Linked DNA regions of Sus scrofa: region 1 is linked to region 2. Evidence: chromatin contacts called from public Hi-C data. All regions are on one chromosome and are shown on one strand. The core of a region is the stretch at or near the end of the contact, and the rest is flanking DNA. Distances in the headings are between cores, read along the strand shown.

Region 1 (4,034 bases), core at 48-2,547, 190 kb after region 2:
AACCTTCTGTTTTGGCTGACATCCCTTCTATCAGACTCAGGCGGTTCTTTATGGCCACGTTCGAGTTTAACGGGTCTGGCTTACATTCTACAAGTGTTGATCTCATTCACAAGCGCCTCTCCTCACATCCAGTGGCTAAACTGCTTTGTACTCATGCTTATTCTTCAGAGGAGGTGGGATAGTTGGACACTGGAGGGCATAAATTCTAGAAGTTTAACTTCAGCTTCAAAATTCATGATAAGGAAGAGAACCACAGGCACTAGCACACAGCAGAGGAAAAAAATCGATCAAGTGGGGTCGATGAAGTGAGGCTGTGGGAGGCAATTAAACAATAAAGTTCTAACAGTCTTAGAACTTTTCTGGTGAATTAAGCAAAGGTTTTAGTAATTACCTTTTTCTCCCTGTGAGGCGTGGGTTGCTGTAAGCTATAGTACTGTGGCAAAAAAAAAAAAAAAAAAAAAAAAAAAAAAAAACAAAACTTGGTTAAGAGGAAAACAGTTTTAAAATTTCTCTTCGAACCCAGCCCACTGGAATTATGAAAGCAGCCTCAGTGAGATAGACGTGCAGGCCTCTAGCTTCAGAGCTGTAGGAAAAGGAATGACTTCGCTTACTGGAAACTCATATTTGCGTTGGACAACATGATTATTTGAACTGGATGGAGGACGGAGAGGTGCATCTTAACTTTATCAAACACATCACAGACGTCATTTTAAATTCATCCACTCAGGGCCGTTTTGGGGGGGGGTGTTAATACATATGTATATATATACTTAAATACGTTTTAAAAATGACCTTTAAGCTCCTTACGAAGTCCAAGAATAATTTCTTTGCAAGTCAAAGACTGACACCTGCTCTAGTCCATTGTTGATTATTTTTTTTAAGTAATTTAAGTATAGAGATCTGTGATGACAGCGTGCCTTCCTACTCTGTTCTTGCGTAGGTAAAGAGAATCAGAAACCCGCTGAAAAAGATATCCGCCCTCCCCCACGCCACCCCCCGCCACCCGCGGAGGTAAAAGCGGCTGGACAGGGTCCATCTAAAACATATGGGGTAGTTACATTCTTTGGGACGTCAAAATTATTTAGTTTAGGTGACTTGGCTGGTGATTTTGAAAATTACTCAGTGAAAGGTGAATGAATCATCCTCCTCCCAGTAAAACGAGCTCCGTGTTTTAGAGGCTTGCTTTTCTGAGTTCTCGCCTTCCGTTTTTATCTGCTAGGTGGAGAGGGAGTCGTGCTCACTGATCCCCACGGACTCTTCCTGGCGCAGCTCGTTTCCTCGCAGGAAGCGCTGCCGATTCACTCCGCGGGCATCACGCTCCATCCCCGGGGCGGCTGCCCTGCAGCTCCGAGCGCTAGCGAGCCGGGTGGGGGAGTGGGGGGCGCGGTGGAGGCGTTTCCGTTCTATTTCTATTTTGGTTTCTCCCACTGACTGGCTGCTCAGCTGTTCATGAGTCACCTTAACCTCAAAATCTGTCATTAAGACAGAAATAATGATACCTCTTTTTCTCTGCCTTATATGAATTGCATGAAGATGTTATTCATATTTCTGAAATACATGTGAGAATTAGTCAAGGTTGGGTATAAGGACAAGTATGATGCAGTTGTTCTTAAGCCACGATGAGGATGCTTTTTTCATTTAGACTTTGAGAATTGACTGTGCTGAAAAATTATGAATGAGGAGAGTTCCTAACACGGATTAAATTTGACCGACTGGATCAAGGATATATGTAATTTGAATAACATATGGCATTAGAACTTATTTATTAGGAGTTCCCGTCGTGGCGCAGTGGTTAACGAATCTGACTAGGAACCATGAGGTTGCGGGTTCGGTCCCTGCCCTTGCTCAGTGGGTTAACGATCCGGCGTTGCCGTGAGCTGTGGTGTAGGTTGCAGACGCGGCTCGGATCCCGCGTTGCTGTGGCTCTGGCGTAGGCCAGTGGCTACAGCTCCAATTCGACCCCTAGCCTGGGAACCTCCATATGCTGCGGGAGCGGCCCAAAGAAATAGCAAAAAGACAAAAGAAAAAAAAAAAAAAAAGAACTTATTTATTAAAACATCATTTAATAAAATGTTATCAAGCATCCTGGCGCTGAATTGGACACTAGGAATACCTGTAGCAGCATCCAAACGCTGTGGCGGGAATCCCAAACCCTTAGCCTCCGTCCTTTTATCATGTTGCTCTGCTGCTCTCAACAAAGGCTGCCTCATCACTGGTTTCTGGCTCTTAACCTTGTCCCTGAGGTGGAGGTGGGGGGGCTTTTCTCTTAGTGCTTTATTTTTTCTACCCAAGAATTATTCAGAGAGAAGTGAAATTATAATTGCCACAACTCTTTTATCTCATTTAGGAGAAATAAAATTAATAAATTAAATTATTCTTCTAGCTAGTTTACTGACCAATATATAAAGCTCTTTTTGATTCTTGCTTGCCATCTGAGCCCTAAACACACTAAGTAGTTTCTTTCTTTCTTTCTTTTTTTTTTTTTTTTTTTTTGCTTTTCAGAGCACATTCTACCCCATGGTTCCTAGTCAGATTCATTTCTGCTGCACCAGAACAGGAATTCCAGTTTCCCTTTCTTTAGCCCCGGGATAAATTTCATAATAATATTTTGTGCAAAGTCCACATATACAGTGGACATTTTCTTCTTCTTTCTCATTTCTTAAATTAAGATGAATTTTAAAAAATCTGTACAAGGACATGATTAAAATTAGATTTCTTGGAGTTCCCGTTGTGGCTCAGTGGTTAGCGAATCCGACTAGGAACCATGACGTTGAGGGTTCGATCCCTGGCCTTGCTCAGTGGGTTGGGGATCCGGCATTGCTGGGAGCTGTGGTGTAGGTCGCAGAGGCAGCTCGGATCCCGAGCTCTGGCGTAGGCCGGCGGCAACAGCTCTGATCAGACCCCTAGCCTGGGAACCTCCATATGCTGCAGAAGCAGCCCAAGAAATGGCAAATAAATAAATAATAAATAAATAAAATTAGATTTCTTAATCATTAGATAATTCTTGCTTTCTGATTCACAAAATTTTGCATACTCCTTTGAGCACTCTTTTTTTTTTCTTTACACTTCACAGCTTCTTTGTTCCCGTCATACAAAGTGATCCTAAATGATGCTAAAGTCTCTGATTGCTCCCTAACCCCCATTCCTCAGCTCTCCAATTAAACCCAATCAGAAGGCTCCGTTGAATTGTAGATGTTGGAACAACACTTTATTTGTCAAGGGAAATTGAAAGAGCACTATTTCATAGGTCAGATTAGTCAATGGCAAATTAACCTTGTTTAATCTTGTTCTGATCTAGCAGCTAGGCTTCTGACCTGTCCCAGTGACCAAGTGTCCCCTTCGTCACCAGTATCTGAATATCAGACCCGTCCCTGAATATCTACCTGGATAGCTTACTCTTCCTTCCCAATTATCATCATTTCTCTTGTCCATTCTCTTACGTCTAGTCAGCCCTCCATATCCGTGTTCAGTTGAATCGCAGATACAGAACTCACAGATATGGAGGGCTGACTGTACTGTGCCATTTTATATGAGGGACTTGAGCATCCACAGATTATGTTATCAGTGGGGGTCCTGGACCCAATAGCCCATGCTACCAAAGGAGGGCTGTACCGGCTTCCCATCCACTGCCTCGCATTTGTTCAATGGTTGCTACTCCCTGTTTACTCGGTCTTCCTAAAGCAAACTGTCATCCTTCCCAACTGTCTCTTATGCTTCTGTTTCCTCCATTATCATGTTTTCACTGGCTTTCTCCTGAGATAGCATCTCTGATAGCACCTCCCTCGTAGCGAGGATCAGGAGTCTTCTGTTACCTGCCACCATAGTATTTTAGTAGTAGGAATATTGGAAATTACTGTGAATATTAATCAGATTGTTTTTACATAACTCAACTTTTAAGTACTACTTCTGAGACTCCATTAGAAGGAAATGCAAAACCACAGAGGAAAAAAAAAAAGTTCAGGAGTTCCCTTCATGGCTCAATGTTTATGGAAACCAACAAGGATCCATAAGGATGCAGGTGCGATCCCTGGCCT
Region 2 (4,526 bases), core at 1,538-4,037:
ATTAGATAAAATGCATGTAAACTTATTTTAAAATTGTTGCCAATTAACTCCTTTCTTGTCAGAAAATGTCTCTTGAATACACTGAATTTTCCAGTTCTACCTTCTCCACATTTTTTTTTTTTCCTTTCACTTTTCACGTTCCAGAGAAAGAGAAAAATATACCAACCACCCCTGAAAGTTTATGTTCTTGACGATACGGTAGAGATAGAAACTTCCTCCTGAGGGCCATTCAGACATTTCCATTTGGCTTGGTTTTTCCATCACAGTTGTGCTGGGTCACGCTCATGTCTGATGGGCAGGAAGATGCCCAGGCTCTAGAAACAGACGCCTTGGGAGCAGCTTCCCATTCTGCCACCTAACAGCAAGGCAGACCTCGATTAAGTAACTTAAGTTTTTTTATGCCTCACTAAGACTTACTAGTCTGTTAAATAGGGGTGAATTAATAGTCCTTAGTTCATAGGGTATTGAGAGGATTATATGGGTTTGTACACACATAAGCACTTCAACAACGCCTATCACATACTGAGCCTCAGTCGCACACTGAGGACTCAATGCATGTTACCCATTAGTGTTAATATCAACACTTTCCCTACCATCTCATACTCTCCCCCTCTACACTGCTCTATGTTGCCGCAGAGTTTACTGTAGCTTATGTTGTCATATGTGTGTGTTGATTTATTTATTTTATAAAACCCTTCCCATATCTTTCCCCACTCTAAGACACACACATGTAAAATAAGCTCTGTGAAACCATGAGTGTTATGTCTTATCTGCAGTTTATTCTCTTGAGTCTAGTATAGTTTTGACATATCCTAACGACTCAATAGATTTGTTGAATCTTGAATACTGAACAAATGAATTTGTAGATCTAAGCTCAGAGGCAAAAGGAAGCGAGAATGGGTTTTAATAAATTAACTGCATAATGGTAAAATGCCTGATGTGTATAGTTCTAGGGCCAGGTCGAATACTATTTTAATGAATACCTATATTCATCTATACTATAAAATTGATGCCAGTGCCCTGGCTGAAACCTTGATAATATTGCTGCATTTTTTTTTTTTTTCCTTTTTCTAGCTGCACTTGCAGAATATGGAAGTCCCCAGGCCAGGGGTCAAATCGGAGCTGCAGCAGAGGCCTTTGTCACAATGACAGCAACAGCAGATCCTTAATCCACTGAGTAAGTCCAAGGATTGAAGCAGCATCCTCACAGAGATAATAGGTCCTTAACCTGCTGAGCCACAATGGGAACTCTATAACGTTGCTGCATTTAATTCTATTGGACTAATGATTCCGATTTCCCATCCTGTTTAACAATCATTCTAGTATTTTTCAAAGAGTAAGTGGTTTAGGTATAGGGCTCTTAGTTGAATCCTACAACATATAATATTTTAAATAAAATTGACCTGATTTTCAGACAAGATCAGGCATGTTCAGGGTGGTATGGCCGTAGACAAATTTGACCTGATTTTCAGAGTGTTGTTTGGAGTCTTTGTAAGTTAAACTTTTATTTTTGGTAAAAAATTTTTTTTCTAGTAGTTGTTTGGGGGATTCAGGGATGAAGGAAACCACAGCATGAAAATAAGACCATGTAGCATCCAATCAAGACAGGTTTGGACCATATTTTATGACAATTTCTAGAACCAGCCAAGAGCTTCTATAACAACTTTTTTTGAGCTGCACATTATGTGATTTCTGAAACTGTAGTAATTTCTACATATTTGTTCTTTTGTTACCCTTGCCTATTCTTTGTTGTTTATACTGTTATTTTGGAGGAAGTGGGAGCTTGTAACACTGTCTTCTACCTCGGAGTTTACCTTGCAGACTGTTGACTTGGGTAAATGGAGGTATCTGTGAGGAAGGAAGGAAAAGTACCTGATGCTTGAAGGACCCTGGCAATAAAGTAGGGGCTCCAGGAGCAAAGGAGACGCTTATCTCAAAGGCCTTTACGCACTGAGGCCTGAAAGCCATGCCTCAGTCCTGGCAACCGTTGGGTTGCAGTCAGACCAGGGCAGAGGTAAATTGTAGGTTATTTGGGGGCAATTTTTCAGAGTTGAAAATTTTCCAAACCACTCAAAGATATACTGTGTGAGCACCAAGCTGATGCCTCCTATCAGTCTTAGCCTCACTCAGATTCAGTGATATATACATATATAAAAGAATTCAGCAGTTCCCTGGTGGCCTAATGGTTAAGGACACAGCATTGTCCCTGCTGCGGCTGGGCTTACTATATGGCCCAGGTTCAATCTCTGGTCCAGGACCTTCTGCATGTTGCTGGCATGGCCAAAAACCAACCAAACAAAAAAGAATTCACTCCACCTTAGCATTAATTGACTTAAAAAGTGTAACTTTACTCACACATAAAAATCTCCCCCATCCCAAATGACCCACTTTGAAAAGGAGAGAATTAGTATCCATGCTAGACACAGCTCCTCTCATTTTAATCCTTACTGTCATCTGTCATGATCAGTATTTTATCCCCATTTTCTAGGTGATGGTATGAGAGGCAGAGACCAGCTTGGCTGTTTTCCTAAGGTGACACAGGTAGTACGCAAGTCCTTTGAACTCAAGCGACATATAGACCTTTCAATTAAATTTTCCTTCTCTTCCACCCCGTTGTCTGGAGAACATCTAAAATTGCATTAAATACTACAAAGAAGTGGACTTCATTCTGAGATGTTAGATTTCAGAGAGGCCTTTTCAAAATGTTCCAAAGATGCCAGTTCCTGTGAGAAACTGTGTGACAATTAAGACCTTCACCTTCGGGTGGCAGCTGAGGAATGTATTAGAAACAGGACCCAAAGTGGTGTTACGTCACTTCTATAAAAAACACAGGAAGGAGAGGAGGAAAGAGTGGGCAGTGAGAGAAACCAAAAAAAAACCTGAGTTGCTCTGGGTTCGCAGGCACATTGGGATCTGAAGAATGTGAGGTCTGCGTGGGATATCAAAGCACTGTGCTCATAGGCTCCTAATTGGTCTTCCTTCTGCCCTGTGCGCCCTGCAGTCTATTTCTGGCCGCTGCCTTCCTTGTTCTGTTAAGTCAATTATGTCATTTCTCATGCAGACTCTGCAACAGCTTCGCCCTCTAAATTGGAGTAAAAGACAAAATCCTCCTTGCCACCCTCTTCCCATTTCTTTTTTCTTTTCTTTCTTTTCTTTTTTCTTTTTCCTTTGGTTTTTAGGGCCACACCTGTGGCATATGGAAGTTGCCAGGCTAGGGGTCCAATCAGAGCTACAGCTGCCAGCCTACACCACAGCCACAGCAATTCAAGATCCCAGCCGCATCTGCAACCTACTTGACACCATAGCTCATGGCAATGCTGGATTCCTGACCTACTGAGTGAGGCCAGGGATCGAACCCACATCCTCATGGATCCTAGTTGGATTTGTTTCTGCTGCGCCACAATGGGAGCTCCTCCCCTCCTGTTTCTTTCACTGCATTTCTTCTCCCACTCCTCACCCCAGTGCTCAGGGTACTCCAGCCACACTCACCTCACTACTCCTGAGAAGTACCAGGCACACTTCCCCCTCACTGCCAGTGCATGTGCTCTTCCCTCTACCTGGAAAACTCTCCCCCCCAACCCCATGGACCCCCCCCATTCCTCAGAGTCCATGCTTTCATCCCTTTTATGTCTCCTTCTGTGGCCACGCAATGTAAAATGTCCCCTACAGTCAACCTTCATCTCCTCCTTACCTTTTTTTCTTTTATTTCTTCCTCCCTCCCTTCCTCCTTTCCTTCCTTCCTTCCTCCCTCTCTTCCTTCCCTCCCTCCTTCCCTCCTTCCCTCCTTACTTCCTTTCATGGCCACACCCATGGCATATAGAAGTTCCCTGGCCAGGGATTGCATCTGAGCTGCAGCTACAACCTATACCACAGCTGAGGCCACGTGGGATCCTTTAACCCACTGAGCCAGGCTGGGGATTGAACGTCTGTCCTCCGCAGTGACTTGAGCCACTGCAGACGGATTCTTAACCCACTGTGCCACAGCAGGAACTCCCCCCTTCTTTACGTTTATTCACTTCTTAGTGGCCTTATCATGACAAACAATATATTTTACTTTCCTTTTTAATTTGTTCCCTGTCTTCCCCTGTAGAAATCTAGCTTTTTGAGAATTGAGTTTTTGTTGGTACCGCTGCCTGCTGTATCCTTGGCTTCTGGAGTAGGACCTGGCACAAAGTAAATGCCTAAAAAAAGTTTGTTAATTATTAAAATGGTAGTTGCCTAATATGTGGTAGATTGGTTGCAAAAGTGGCCCCAAGTAATGACCTCCCTATATCTATGCCCTTTGCATCTTTGTGTCACACAAAGATTTGGGATTTGGGGTTTACTTCTCAACCCTTTGAATTTCAGCTGTATTTGCTTTGGCCAATAGATTGAGATATATATGACATTGGCCCAGTTCCTAGTCTAGTCCTCAAGAGGCCATGTATTTCCCTGAAATTCTCTGGAAACTCTGCTTCACTATGATGACAAGACAAGGCAAGTCAGGAGGATGAGAAAAAGGTAAAAGAAATGAGTTATTCTAGCTG

What was found. A called contact is a pair of places that touch in the nucleus more often than the background predicts.
Region 1: a contact with region 2 is called in a Hi-C map of embryonic fibroblasts, with 2.6 times the contacts expected there. The contact joins two enhancer-like sites. A contact is called at or near these places in 4 of 47 Hi-C or Micro-C datasets (embryonic fibroblasts, epiblast stem cells, fibroblasts and 1 more).

What each region holds. Positions count from the first base shown.
Region 1 is chr11:51,944,039-51,948,072 of Sscrofa11.1, forward strand. No RefSeq gene overlaps it. Among named protein-coding and RNA genes, the nearest start is that of SPRY2, 210 kb to the right of the region's middle. Within about 2 kb of position 1,298, at least 15 of the 83 cell types and tissues checked have an H3K27ac peak or open chromatin away from gene starts, as enhancers often do. A contact at or near this core is called in embryonic fibroblasts, where this site is marked.
Region 2 is chr11:51,748,549-51,753,074 of Sscrofa11.1, forward strand. No RefSeq gene overlaps it. Among named protein-coding and RNA genes, the nearest start is that of NDFIP2, 260 kb to the left of the region's middle. Within about 2 kb of position 2,788, at least 10 of the 83 cell types and tissues checked have an H3K27ac peak or open chromatin away from gene starts, as enhancers often do. A contact at or near this core is called in embryonic fibroblasts, where this site is marked.